3 separate regions of the Mus musculus genome follow, and regions 1 and 2 are each linked to region 3. Evidence: chromatin contacts called from public HiChIP or PLAC-seq data. All regions are on one chromosome and are shown on one strand. Each heading gives the region's core, a stretch centred on a gene start, on an enhancer-like site or on the middle of the called end of the contact. The rest is flanking DNA. Distances are from core to core; before and after follow the strand shown. Region 1 overlaps Auts2 (autism susceptibility candidate 2). Region 2 overlaps Auts2 (autism susceptibility candidate 2). Region 3 overlaps Auts2 (autism susceptibility candidate 2).

Evidence for each region. HiChIP or PLAC-seq counts read pairs in DNA pulled down with a chosen protein or histone mark.
Region 1: an H3K4me3 HiChIP or PLAC-seq map of forebrain shows a contact between it and region 3, with 3 times the contacts expected there. The contact joins two enhancer-like sites. A contact is called at or near these places in 1 of 484 Hi-C or Micro-C datasets (erythroid progenitors) and 5 of 115 datasets of contacts at active chromatin or transcription factors (bone marrow-derived dendritic cells, embryonic basal ganglia, embryonic forebrain and 2 more).
Region 2: an H3K4me3 HiChIP or PLAC-seq map of forebrain shows a contact between it and region 3, with 4 times the contacts expected there. The contact joins two enhancer-like sites. A contact is called at or near these places in 3 of 115 datasets of contacts at active chromatin or transcription factors (embryonic basal ganglia, embryonic midbrain and forebrain) and 1 of 9 other capture datasets (embryonic trunk).

The regions. Positions count from the first base shown.
Region 1 is chr5:131,614,545-131,618,458 of GRCm38.p6, reverse strand. All of the region lies in intron 5 of Auts2 (autism susceptibility candidate 2), which reads left to right. Among named protein-coding and RNA genes, the nearest start is that of Gm29681, 200 kb to the right of the region's middle. Within about 2 kb of position 1,723, at least 65 of the 459 cell types and tissues checked have an H3K27ac peak or open chromatin away from gene starts, as enhancers often do. A contact at or near this core is called in forebrain, where this site is marked.
Region 2 is chr5:131,599,253-131,603,525 of GRCm38.p6, reverse strand. The region is part of intron 5 of Auts2 (autism susceptibility candidate 2); the gene reads left to right. Among named protein-coding and RNA genes, the nearest start is that of Gm29681, 190 kb to the right of the region's middle. Within about 2 kb of position 2,930, at least 134 of the 459 cell types and tissues checked have an H3K27ac peak or open chromatin away from gene starts, as enhancers often do. A contact at or near this core is called in forebrain, where this site is marked.
Region 3 is chr5:132,027,479-132,031,297 of GRCm38.p6, reverse strand. It overlaps Auts2 (autism susceptibility candidate 2), which reads left to right. Exons shown (of 20, transcript NM_001363480.1): 4 at 273-308. Among named protein-coding and RNA genes, the nearest start is that of 4930563F08Rik, 150 kb to the right of the region's middle. Within about 2 kb of position 1,422, at least 24 of the 459 cell types and tissues checked have an H3K27ac peak or open chromatin away from gene starts, as enhancers often do. A contact at or near this core is called in forebrain, where this site is marked.

The sequences.
Region 1 (3,914 bases), core at 474-2,973, 410 kb after region 3:
GGTCTGGCCCGGTATTTGTCATGGCTGATAAAAGTTCCTGGGTGCTGCTGATCCAGAGGCCTTGCTTGAAGAAAGTGTCTTGTGCTAGCAGTCATCAGCAAGTTCACCAGCCTGTCCAGGAAGATGACAAGCACGGTGCCCCTAGTGTTGAGCCCTGCCTATTCGTATTCCAAATCCAGGTAGCACCAGAGGACTGGAGTCTCTTGTCTGTGCATTCAGGGTACAGGGAGACACCTTGAGTCACTGGGAGACAGGGGTGGATGAGCTCGTTAACCTTGATGTAGCTCCAGGCAGTAAGAATCTCCCAAATGGAGTGGATAGACTACAAGAAGTGTGACTAGCCACTTTGTCACCACTGTTAGGGGCTTGGTATCATTTGCAATATAGTACCTTTGTCTTAGCTTTTAACTGTCAACCTGACACCGGAGAAGGAAGGAATGTCCAATCAGATTGAAGTGTGAGGGGTTGTCTTCTTGCTAATTGATGTAAGAGGGCTCTAGTTCCCTAGAGACAGCACCATTCCTTGGGTAGGTAGTCCTGGGCTGTGTAAGTCTCTTGTTACCTAAGCAAGTGACTGAGAATGGGTCAGAAAGCAGCATCCTCCATGGCTTCTGCTATTCTCCCCTGGCTGTGAGTTCCCTGCACAGAGATAATGCTGTGTGGAATAGCCATCCTCCACACACACCCTCGGTCAAGGAACACTGAAATGTGGCTGCAGTCTGTGATTAAAGGCTTGCCTCTGTGTGTCCATTCTGATTTGTTGGCTCAGGGAATGGAAGTCACAGAAGTATCCCAAGCTTAGTTTCTTAGTGTATAGAATGCAGACAAGGCTCTCTGATTTACTGTGGAATAGACACCAGTAATTGAGTGCATTCCGTATCCCATACGTCTGGGACAAGGCTGTAAATGCTCTTTGGGGGAAGGCAGCACCAAGGGCAGCTGGGGTCCTCTGGAGATGTAGTTCAGTTGGTATAGAACGTTTGCCTATCGGCTCTGCGTAAACCAGGTGTGAGGGTGCACACTCTGTACTCCTGGCACCCAGGAGAGCCAGGGCTCAAGGTCATCTTTAGCTACACGAAAGTTCCAAGATGGCGTAGGGCACAGGACACCCTGCCCACCCACCCTACCCCCAAAATGAGAAATGAGGGAGAAACAGAAGGGAGGGAAGGCAGAAGGAAGGCAGGCCTGAGCCCACCTCCCACTCATCTCTAGTCTCCTCCATTTCATCTTCTGTCTCCCTTTCTGTGATAGAAAATCAGAGATAAAGCTTTGTTCTCTTCTGAGCTAGGTAGGCATGGTGTCCATGCTTATAGTCACAGCATTTTGGAGATGGAGGCAGGAGGATCAGGAATTCAAGGCTAGCATTGGCAACACAGTAAGCTAGAGGCCAGCCTAAGCTACCCGAGACCCTGTCAGTAAACCAGGAAAAAAGAAAAAGAAATTAAGAAAGGGGAGAGAGAGAAAGAGAGAGAGAGAGAGAGAGAGAGAGAGAGAGAGAGAGAGAGAGAGAGAGAGAGATAGAGAGCAGGATTGAGGGCTCAGAGTTTGACATCTAAAAACCCAAGCAGCCACCCAATCCGGATAGAGAAGCTGTTTGCTGTTTGAGGGCTGTTGTGCCTAGGACAGCCTCCATGTCACGTGCACCAAGCCACCCCCTCCCCGCTGGCTACAGAGCTGCCTATATACCCCTGCCTAGCCCACTGGGATTGCCGACCGGGAACAGAAGCTGTGCGCGCTCTCTCTGCCTTTGCTTTGCGACCGCTGCAACCTTCGCTGCAGCCAATCAGCTGGTGCACTGCGGGTGACCTCCCCCGGGTCTCAGGAATAAATTGTCAAGTTTCCCCACCGCGGGTGTCTTTGCTAGTCGACGGCCGGTTTGCAGGTTTCTGGGCTAATTGGAAAGAGGATCATGAGGAGGCGGGTCGAGGCGCGTCAAGAGCCTGGCTGGTCTGCGGACTAGGGTCGTGCCGCTCCGGAGCCCCTGCTGTCCCGGAGTTGTGAGTAGGTCGCTCACCGGCTCACATCTAGTCGCCGCACACCTATTTGAAAGTCGGTTCCACGGCAGGACTTGTGCAAGTCCAATGCAGGATTCTGCGTCCTCAGCGCACTGGACCTGCCTAGGAAGGTGAAGCCTGGCTGATCCCTGCGAAGGTACCCCTACGCTGCCACTTACGAACCCTTATCTTCAGTGTTCCAGGACCCAAGTGGTTCCCGCGACAAATCCAATATCTACCTTGGATCTCCGGATCTGAAATGCCTCTTCCTTGGAGACTTTGAATTTGGTCTTTGGAAATTCAGGAACTGTATGAAGTGCTATTGTTTCTGAGTTCTCTTTCCTTTCGTGTTGGTTTTGGGATTCTCTCGCCTACCTGGATAATGGTCTGCCTTTGTGGCTGAGTCTTCCTGGAGTCAGTGGATCGCAGGCAGCCTGAGGCATCAGCCTTCGGATTTCTAAGCCTAGGAGTCATTCGGGGCTGCAGAAGAGGACCTAGCTCCTAACTAGTAAGGGCTATGTGATTCACCTCCCCTCCCCACCCCACCCCCATCCCGGATTGAAATATATATGTTGTAGCAGGATTTTCTTTAAGCGGATCGTCTGATAGGACTGGCAGTTACTACCCAGGAAAATGAGTAGCAATTAGGAGTTCAGTAATAAATGGAAGTCTATTGTCCTAATTGAGTGGAATTACTGACGGGTAATGGCAACTGAATTCTTCAGTTTAATTAAGAGTTTATATAATTATAGTGCACTTTTTATTTCTAGGGGGAACCATGGGGGTAGGAATTAAATAACCAATGTGATGGTTAAGAAACCCATTTAATGGATAAGTAACCAGTAGGTTTAAATAAATATGGGTACCTTGCTGGAGTAACAGAAGTAGAGCTGAATTCTCTGTAAAGGCTCTGTACCCTGCTGGGACAAGCTAGACTTTTGATTTGCAGCTAATTTGAGCCTCATAAAAAAAAAAATCCAAATGAACTTATCAGGTAATCCAGAGATGCCCAGGGCTCTCAGGTAGTAGCATGAAGTAGGATGGGTGTTTTCCAGAATTCGGTGAGAATGAACCTGGAAGAGGGGGAGGGGCCGTTCAAGAGTGCGTTTTACCCTCCTAGAGTTTCCATCTTGAAAATCTGGGGCTTGGGCTGTTCGGTCGGAGGCGTTGGATAGCTCAGGGACGGCCAGCTTTCAGATTACGGATCTCTAAAGAGTGAAGGTATTTACCTTGGTTGGGGAGTAATCTGGTAATTAGAGAGTTGTTATTTGCTTCTCTGGCAGTATAGTGTTTACTTTCCTCTTCTAAAGGGTTGTTGGTGCTTTTTTTTTTTTTTTTTTTTTTTACTTGTGGGAAGCTATAGAATTGGAGAAAACTGGAGAGAAAGCTCTACTCAAAATATAATTACATAATTTGCTTCCAGTGATTGTGGGGGAGGGTGTAATCTTGAGTGTCAGTTTGGGGACTCCTGTTAGCCCAGCTCATGAGAAGCCCTCAGAGTTTTGGCCATCTTTGGGTTTCAAATTGACTGATAATGATGAGGAGCACTTTCTGTTCTACTGTTCATGCCATCCCTTGCCTCGACTTCTATTTCTTGCTTCTTCAGCAGGACTATCTGGGAATGCCTCTTGTCCCAGGGCTTCATGGCACGGGTGGGGTGAGGTAACGACAGTGAAATTGCCTGTCGCTTCATTAAGACTAGGCCAGTGATAGTGGTGGTGTGTCTTTGGTACTGTGTGGGCTTTCAAGCTTGCACAGCTGGAGCACGTTGGAGCTGTAAGTCCACCTTCCTCGTGGTTGAGACAAGAGCAGCTGGGGAAAGAGCCTTGCTTACGTGTGTCTCTGGTTGAGAACCTCTCCAGGTGCCTTGCAGCTCTCTAGGTAAAAGAGCATGCAGGTGACCTGAGGCTATAGGCACAA
Region 2 (4,273 bases), core at 1,681-4,180, 430 kb after region 3:
TTTGAAGTGGGGCAAGTGGAGCTGGGAAGATGGCTCATCTCTAAAGTGTGTATTTCATAGATGTGAGGACTAGAGTCTGATCCCCAACACACATAGAAAAAGATGCACATGGGGGCATGGGGACAGCAGGCCACCTGCAGTCACTGAACACCCAGCCTAGCCTAAGCAGTAAGCCCTAGTTCCTAGTGAGAGAGCTTGTCTCATAAAATAAAGAGAGGGCTGGGTAAGTCGTGCTAGAGTTCTAGGCTCAGTCCCCAGCATTACAGAAAGGAAGGCTGGTGGCTCCTGAGGGTGACACCCAAGGTGACCTCTGGCCTCCGCACACATGTGAATACACATGCACACATGCCTACACATGAACACAAAACCAAATAATAATAATAACAACAATAAAAGAAGCACAAATTATGTTTCTCACTGTAACACAGGGATACCTGACCCCAGGCCACTAACTGATAATAGGTCCTTGACAGGCTGAGGAGAAAGGCATCAGGAGTATAATAGAATGGTAAATCTTGTGCTTCAGGCCTAGCTTGCTTGGTGAATTTCAGATCACTGAGAGACCCTGACTCAGAGTGAACAGGGTGGGTGGTGTCTGGCCTCCACCCCCCCCAACACACACACACAAAGGCACACACACACACACACACACACACACACACCAAGGCACTCACATCGCGCACACACACCTGCACCCACAGGCACATACAAGGAAGCCTGTCCAAAGTGGTACCCTTTAGTTCTTCTTTGCCTTTCTTGCATTTTAAGACAGAGGTTCTCTCCTTGAAAAAAAGGAACAGCCTGCTCAGCTTGCCATGGCTCTAGCTCCAGTGGGGGATCATTAATGGTGTAGAAAATGAGGGCAGTGCTGGGCGGGCAGGCCAGGGTGGGGTGTGTGCCTCTTTAAGAGATTTATGTGGAGGTCTGAGCTGTGGAGACAGCACAGAGGTACATCACCATGCAGGCGACAGAGACACTTTCTTCTTCGCTTGGGTGCATTATCATAAAAAGTGATTTAGACTGGAGCTGATTGATGCAAATGGCCCTGTGTTCTTTCCTGTCATTAGCAGCCTCTTTCAGTGGCCAGAGGCAGTGATTAAAGCTGTCATTTGGAGCTGCTCATTAAAGACAAGCCCTGGAATAGCAAGAGGAAAAAAAGGTTGGAGACGACACATACATATATCCAAGCATAGGGGTGTGTGTGTGTGTGTGTGTGTGTGTGTGTGTGTGTTTCCTTAAAGACACTTCATCCCCTTTCCAGACTCAAGTAATATTTGCTGCCCAGACTGTCTCAGTGGATTCTCATGACAGCTTGCCTGGGTATTACGAAAGGAGATGTGTGTGGGGGTATTGTGTTAGGTGTGTTTTGTTAAGGACCAACCCTGGTGAGAACTCATTAAGTCTCTTCCCAAGCTGAGGACATCAAAGGCAGGACCCCACAAGAGCTGACAGGGAGGGCTTACGAGGGCTGTTGGGCCAGCTAAGTCCCATAGTGGCGGTGTTGACCCCAGAGGTGTACAGAGAGCCAGCAGGGAGAGAGAGCTTCTTGCTAACTCTACAGGGCATAGAGGCCATAGTCAGAGCAAGGACAGTAGCAATGGGTTTACAAACAGGAAGGAAAAGAAAATGCAGGAGTTGTACATGCAAGAGAAGCTGGGCTGCAGAGATGGCTCAGTGAGTACAAAGGGCTTGCAGTACAAACATTGAGGAGCCTGGTTCAGATCCCCAGACCTAGGGGAAACACTGGGCACAGTGCTGGAAAGGCACAGCTAGCCAGATTGCTGGGGCTCACCGGTCCTCCAGCACAGCCAATCAGTAAGCCAACTTTCAGAGAAAGACTTTGTCTCAAAAAAATGAGACAATTGAGGGAGACACCTATAACCAGCCTCAGGCCTCCATACCCAGGCGTGAGCTCCACACGCCACACGGTTCGCAAGCGCTCACACACACTGATCGATATAAGAAAGTAATCTCTTCGGTTCCTTGGAGTATTCTAGTCAACCATCGGAGGCCTTTGTAGGAAGATTCGGCTTGGTTGGATGGCCTGTCTGGGTGTTCCATACCCATAGCCCTGCATTAACACGCACTCACACACGCTGGGTTTTAGATCACTGGCCAAGTGGTCCCTTGGAAAGTGGCAGAGTTACCAGTCTCTATATGAGCCATAACACATCCCAAACACAGGCTGCAATCATCATTGGTCAGCTGGATAGCAGACTAGCCATGGACTTAAGCAAGTGAAGGAAACCATCTTTGGTTTTTGATGTAGATTAGTTTCAGGTCAGAGATTAAAAATGGCTGGAAAAAAACAAAAAACAAAACAAAAACTACCTGTCCTCCCACAGCCAATTGTGTTGCCAAAATCCCACCCAACTTCCACATATGCTAATCTATAGTTCTCTCAGAAATTCCTCTGGGTGAACTGGGGGGGGGGGGGGGGAAGAAATGATCAATTTAATTTCTCAGTCTAATGAACTGGTCTTATACATAAAAATTTAAATGACTTTTTTTTTTTATGAAAGTGGAGACCAACATCAGTGATGCAGCCACCACTGTCTCCATGACAACGTCTCGAATGTGGCAGTCCATGTGACTTCACAGTCCACAGGCCCTTGAAATGAAGCAAAGGAAAGTTTTAGTTGCCCTTCTGAAATTGCAGGAGGCTCTGGGGATGTCTGAGACGGGGCTGAATAGGAGTCGGTGTCTAGTGTGGATAGGCAGTGTGCACTTCGGAGGTATTCCTCTTACTCTGCCTGTGTAGAGTGAAGTCTGCCATAGAGAGATCATTTTCCTGCTTGGCTCAGGGCTCTGAGCCAGTTGCTGGCTGTGGAGGAGGCGGGGCCTTTGTCCTCTCTTCTGCTCCCATGCCCTGCCACCCCCGCTGGCCTGCTTAGCCCCAGTCTGACACATCACAGCCTATTAGTGCTGATGCGGGGTTGTGATGTGCCTCTCCTTGGGGAGTCCGCGGCAGAACTGAACAAAGTCCTTGGTAATCTGTGCTTACGGCTTGCCCCCTGGGGAGAAAGGCCCGCCAGCTGGCACTCTCCTGCAGAACACATCACTTCCCCTGGCAGCAGCAAAGGCAGCCTGGCAGGGGGCCCAGAGGCCAGTGGTTTGCAGGGCCAAACTGCCAGGCAGCTCACCTATAGATCCCACACGTTGCTCCCTGCCCTCGAGACAGGAGACTGGCCAACCTCACAGTGCGACTTCAGACCATCTACTTGGTCCTTTCCAGGCAACCATGGTGGCTGTCTTAGAACAGCCTCCACTGTGAGTAGACATGAGGCCTTTTTCTTCTTTCTGTTTTTCCCAGACTTTCAGTAGATAACACAGAGTACAGCCCTGTGTAGTGGGAAGGAAATAATGCACCTGGGTCTGAGGACAGGGTGGCATAAGAAGACTCCATGGTATATGTGTGCATATACCATGCATATACCTGTGCATGTGTGTGAGTGCGTGTATGCACACACATTAAATGTCTGGAGAGAGGCTGAGGTGATTGCTCGCTCACCTAGCATGCAGGAAGCCTAAGCTTCCATCCCCAGCATGGTAGCAGGACACATTTGTGGAGGCAGAAAGATCAGAACTTCAAGGTCATCCTCAGCTAAGCATCAAGTTCATGGCAAGTCCATCTTCTTCACCAGGAGTGTGCGTGACTCTTGGTTCGCATAGGCAAAGGTCAGTTAGGCCTTTTTGCAGCAATATCCAGTGATCGTAATGAAAGCCTGGGGCCAGTAGAAATGGCAGAGTGATATTAGAAATATCTCTCACCAGAAGATATGTAATGTATTTAATGCAGATATTTCTCCATAAGGAAAAGGAAAACTAGCTTCTCTCTGCCTTGAGACTTCTTGATTCCATTTATCTGAGTCCACTGGGGATGTGAAGAGTACAGCATTGTTATTAGTTCCTGCTAATAGCAAGCATGTTCTAGGCTCTGGGTCCTGAGCTAGGTTTTCAAACTCTGGTTTTGGGTTTCATTTGGTTTGGTTTGTGGTCCAGAGTAAAAGCTCATGTCATTAGAATAACATACTCCCCAAGCAAGAAAAATTCCCTGCAAACTTAGACTAGAGAGACCTGAGAATGTCTTCAGTTGGGCAGCAGGACTGGTCAGAGAGAGAGTGGCAGGGTTGTTAACGGTCACAAAGGAAGTCTCAAGACCCAAGGTTAAGAGCAGAGATGTGTTAGAGAAATGGCTTAGCAGTTAAGAGTGCTTAGTACCCTTGCAGAGGACCTGAGTTTGGTTCCCAACACCCACAGAGTGGCTCATGAC
Region 3 (3,819 bases), core at 173-2,672:
AGCTGCCTGTCAAATAAATTGGCAATTACGTCCACCGCAGAAGCTCAGAATCTAGTAAATAGCACGTTAGCATCTCTGAGTCGCTGAGAGATATAAAGGGAAAAATCAAGCAATACTGTGTGTGTATCAGCAGCAGACGACAAGGGGTCTCGGACTCGGGCATGTGATGTGTGATGAAAAACTCACAAAGGGTTGGTAATGAGCTGTGTGGATGGGAACATGCTAAAAATGGCCACTGACTTTTGTGCTCTGTCTCTGTGCTTCCTTTACAGAGTTCAGCTCCTTCCAGCTTGGGGACAGGCTACTTCGTAAGTCCATCTCCACTTCCACCTGCGCGCCTCCTCTTGCCATCAGTTCGCTCGTATAACAAACCCTCATTACAGTGTGAAAAAATGACACCCGAGGAATCCCTCTTGCCCCTAACGAGCTCACTGATTTCTGCCCTGTCGTTGAGGATTGTCTTATTTCTAAAGGGTTTAACCTGTTGGGCCTTAAGGATCAGGAGGCATCTGCCTCGGTGGGGAACTTAGCACGTTTAGGAGATAGGGGGGACACATGATTGCCCTTGCCAGCCCAATTCCATAATTGCTGGAAGTCAGATTACATATGGAATTATTTGATTTCTTCTAAGTACTCAAAAGAGCTTCAGTGTGCACAGTGACTTGCTTTTCTGTTTCTGTTATTTCACTGTGAGGGGAGATGGCATTCCAGTAGTGTTTTCCTTGTACTTGGTTGGTAGCTGTATCTGGCTTTTAAGCCAGCAATCACCACACTCCACAGTTTGGCAAATACAGATGCATTATATGTGTTCTGGTCCTTACACTTTGTTCTTAGGGGAGGGGAGGGGATGGACGAAATATACCTCTGGGATTATTACACTATCTTTCATTCAAGGACAGAGAGATGGTTGCTTCATTGCATTTTTTATAACAAAATTATCCTTTGTGGGTTTAGTATTCCTTCTCATGGTATAAATGAGGAAGAATTACAAACCACAACTATTTACACAAGATGGCATAGCACTGTGTATTTTAGTACTTACAGGCACTTGATTGTGTTCTGAAGTAACGCTTGATACTATAATACGCAAGATAGAACACATGCTACCAACCATAGCCAATAAACACCCATTCAGTTCAGCTGCTCTTAACGTTGTCCTCTTAACATGGCCAATCAGTCTTCTTGTGACTCGTTTCTCTGACTGCATTTCTGGTTGAATTATGAAAATCAGCATCGTTTCAGTGAATATCAAGTCTTTCCTAAATTTGGCCCAAAAGGCACCCTCACCTGGTCCCACTAACTTCGTCTTGAACTATAATCCAAGGAGAATGCTAAGGATTCCTCTGGCCCTGCATCATACAGTTAGCACACTGATGGTGGTTCTGCGCAGCGGGCCTGAATATTCATGCTTACAGAAGAAGCAGGATACGCTCCGTGTCTTGCTTTAGCAGTTGAAAGAACAGACGTCGTCCCATCTGCCATCTCTTCACACCAGGCTGGGTGTGGGTTGCGATGCTGGAAGTAAGATCTGCAGGCTGCGGTGCCTGCCCTCCATGCTCTCTATCCTCACCCCACCTCCCTTTCAGAAATAGAGCCGAAGCCACCACCTTCACCACGTTCAGTTACAGCCTGAACATTCTACTGTCATTTATGTTGTCAGTGTGATCACCCTGAAAGAAGGGTGTCACTTCAGGAATCAGAATCCACATTTTGTTTTGCTTTTTACCTCCTTAGTTCTTGGAATGCTTTTATTACTTAATGACATATTTGATAACTAGCGAATCCTTGATTAGGATTTGGAAGGGTTTTTTGTTTTTGGGTTTTTTTTTTTGTTTTTTGTTTTTTGTTTTTTTGTTTGTTTGTTTTTTTGTGCTGGGTCAACTTTGCTTCGCTTATAAAACTTACTCATTTTGTAAAAGTTGCCTTGGTAAAATCAACTTACTTTGCTTATCTCAAGAGCTGTCGTGTTATTAGCGTACATGGAGAAGATGAGTACCAGATGTCTGTCCCGCTCTCAGCTATGATAAAAATGCCCCTCTGCGGAATGTGTTTCCAATCCCACATTGTTCCGTTATCACCCTGCAAAATCCTTAGTGGAGTTGCCAAGCCCTCATCAAAGCCGGGCTCTGTTTCCAGTGTCAGTCCAACGGCATCACGTGTAGTACTCGATTTCAGGGACTGACTTCCACGTTGGCGAGTCTCTTGCTTTTAAATGGAAGTAATGTATTTACAGTTTCTGTGATTGGCCCCTCTTCCCCAACTTGAGATACAGTGTTTATGTTGTGCTCATGGTCCTTTTATGAGAACGGCTTCACTAAGTTTGTAATGAAGGTGAGTCACTATCAGGTTGAGTCCCATACTGTTTTTTTTTTGTTTGTTTGTTTGTTTTCTCATTAATTGCCTTTGACAACTCTTTGAAATGTGGAAATCACCACAGATGAGCTAATCCTTATCATTAAATCATGGACTGTTGAATTTGAAAAGACTAAGTTTCCCTACCTTTAGCTGAACAAGGAAGAACTGTTTTGTTTTGTTTTGTTTTGTTTTGTTTCGTTTTTAAACACTGTCCCTTGCTTCAGTATCCCTCCTCCCTCCAGAACCTTCTGTTTGCTCCCCTGTCCTATAGTGGAGATTTTAGTAAACTAAGGTGAAAACCCAGAAGTTGTCCTTGTTCATGAAACTGATACTGTAGTCCATGCATCACGGAGTCTGTATTTGCATGCAGGTGAGGTATGTGTTGTTACCTGCAGTTGCCCATTCTTGGGCTAATCCAAGAGTGCTTGCATTTGCCTCTCAGTTCTTCAGCTGTATCTGTCTCACTTTGCTGAAGGGCTTTGAAGAAACCTTTGTTTTTGATCCGGTGATATTTGTTTATGTCTTCCTGGTTTTGTGTTCCAAAGATGTCTGCTTAGGTCTGTCAGTTTTCCAATCTATGCAGAAGATTTGAGAGATGGGAACAGCAGTGAAGAGCACTATTTACATAAGCAGATTGCAAAGGATTCTCAAAGTAGGCAAAATAGAGAAGGATTGGAACAAACTTTGCACGTTTGGGGGAGGCTTTGAATACCATGAGTATTACACACACATACTCTCTCTCTCTCTCTCTCTCTCTCTCTCTCACACACACACACACACACACACACACACACACTCCCTCCCTCTCTCTCTCTCTCTCTCTCTCTCTCTCTCTCTCTCATTGCATACGCATACCCTGCTCAGCTCATATTCTAAATATAAATGAAATTATAGGCAACTTGGAATCAATTTGCTGGGTTTTTCTTTCCCTTTTGGCAAGCGTACTGAAACTTGTTGGAGTGTGTATAAGGTTTTCTTTTTTGTTTTTTAAACGTCAGCTCACTGAATACATTTTCTGTTTTGATTTAAACAGTTCTGGATCTCTTTCCTTCTGAGACATGCAGTCAAAATTTCACTCTGAAATATGTGTGATGAAGTCCGAAGCGGCAGAATGATTCATGTGACTAGCCGTGTGACCTTGGGCAGGGTGTTTGATATTTCTGTTTCTACTTCACCACCCGCCAAATAGAGTTGTGAATATTCAACCAAATGACATAATTAATGTGCACAGAGTAGAACTGTTAATAGTAAGCAATAAAATGTACCTTTGAGGTTTTTTTCTAAATTCATTCTTCTTGTTTTTAATTATGTGAATGTGTGTGCCTTGGTGGGTTAATATGTATACAGCAGTATCAGTGCCTATACAGCCCAGAAGAGGGAGTCAGATTCCTGGAGCTGGAGTTACAGATGTTGTAAATTCCTGTTGTAGGTGCTAAGAACTGAGCTCGCATCCACTGTGCACAC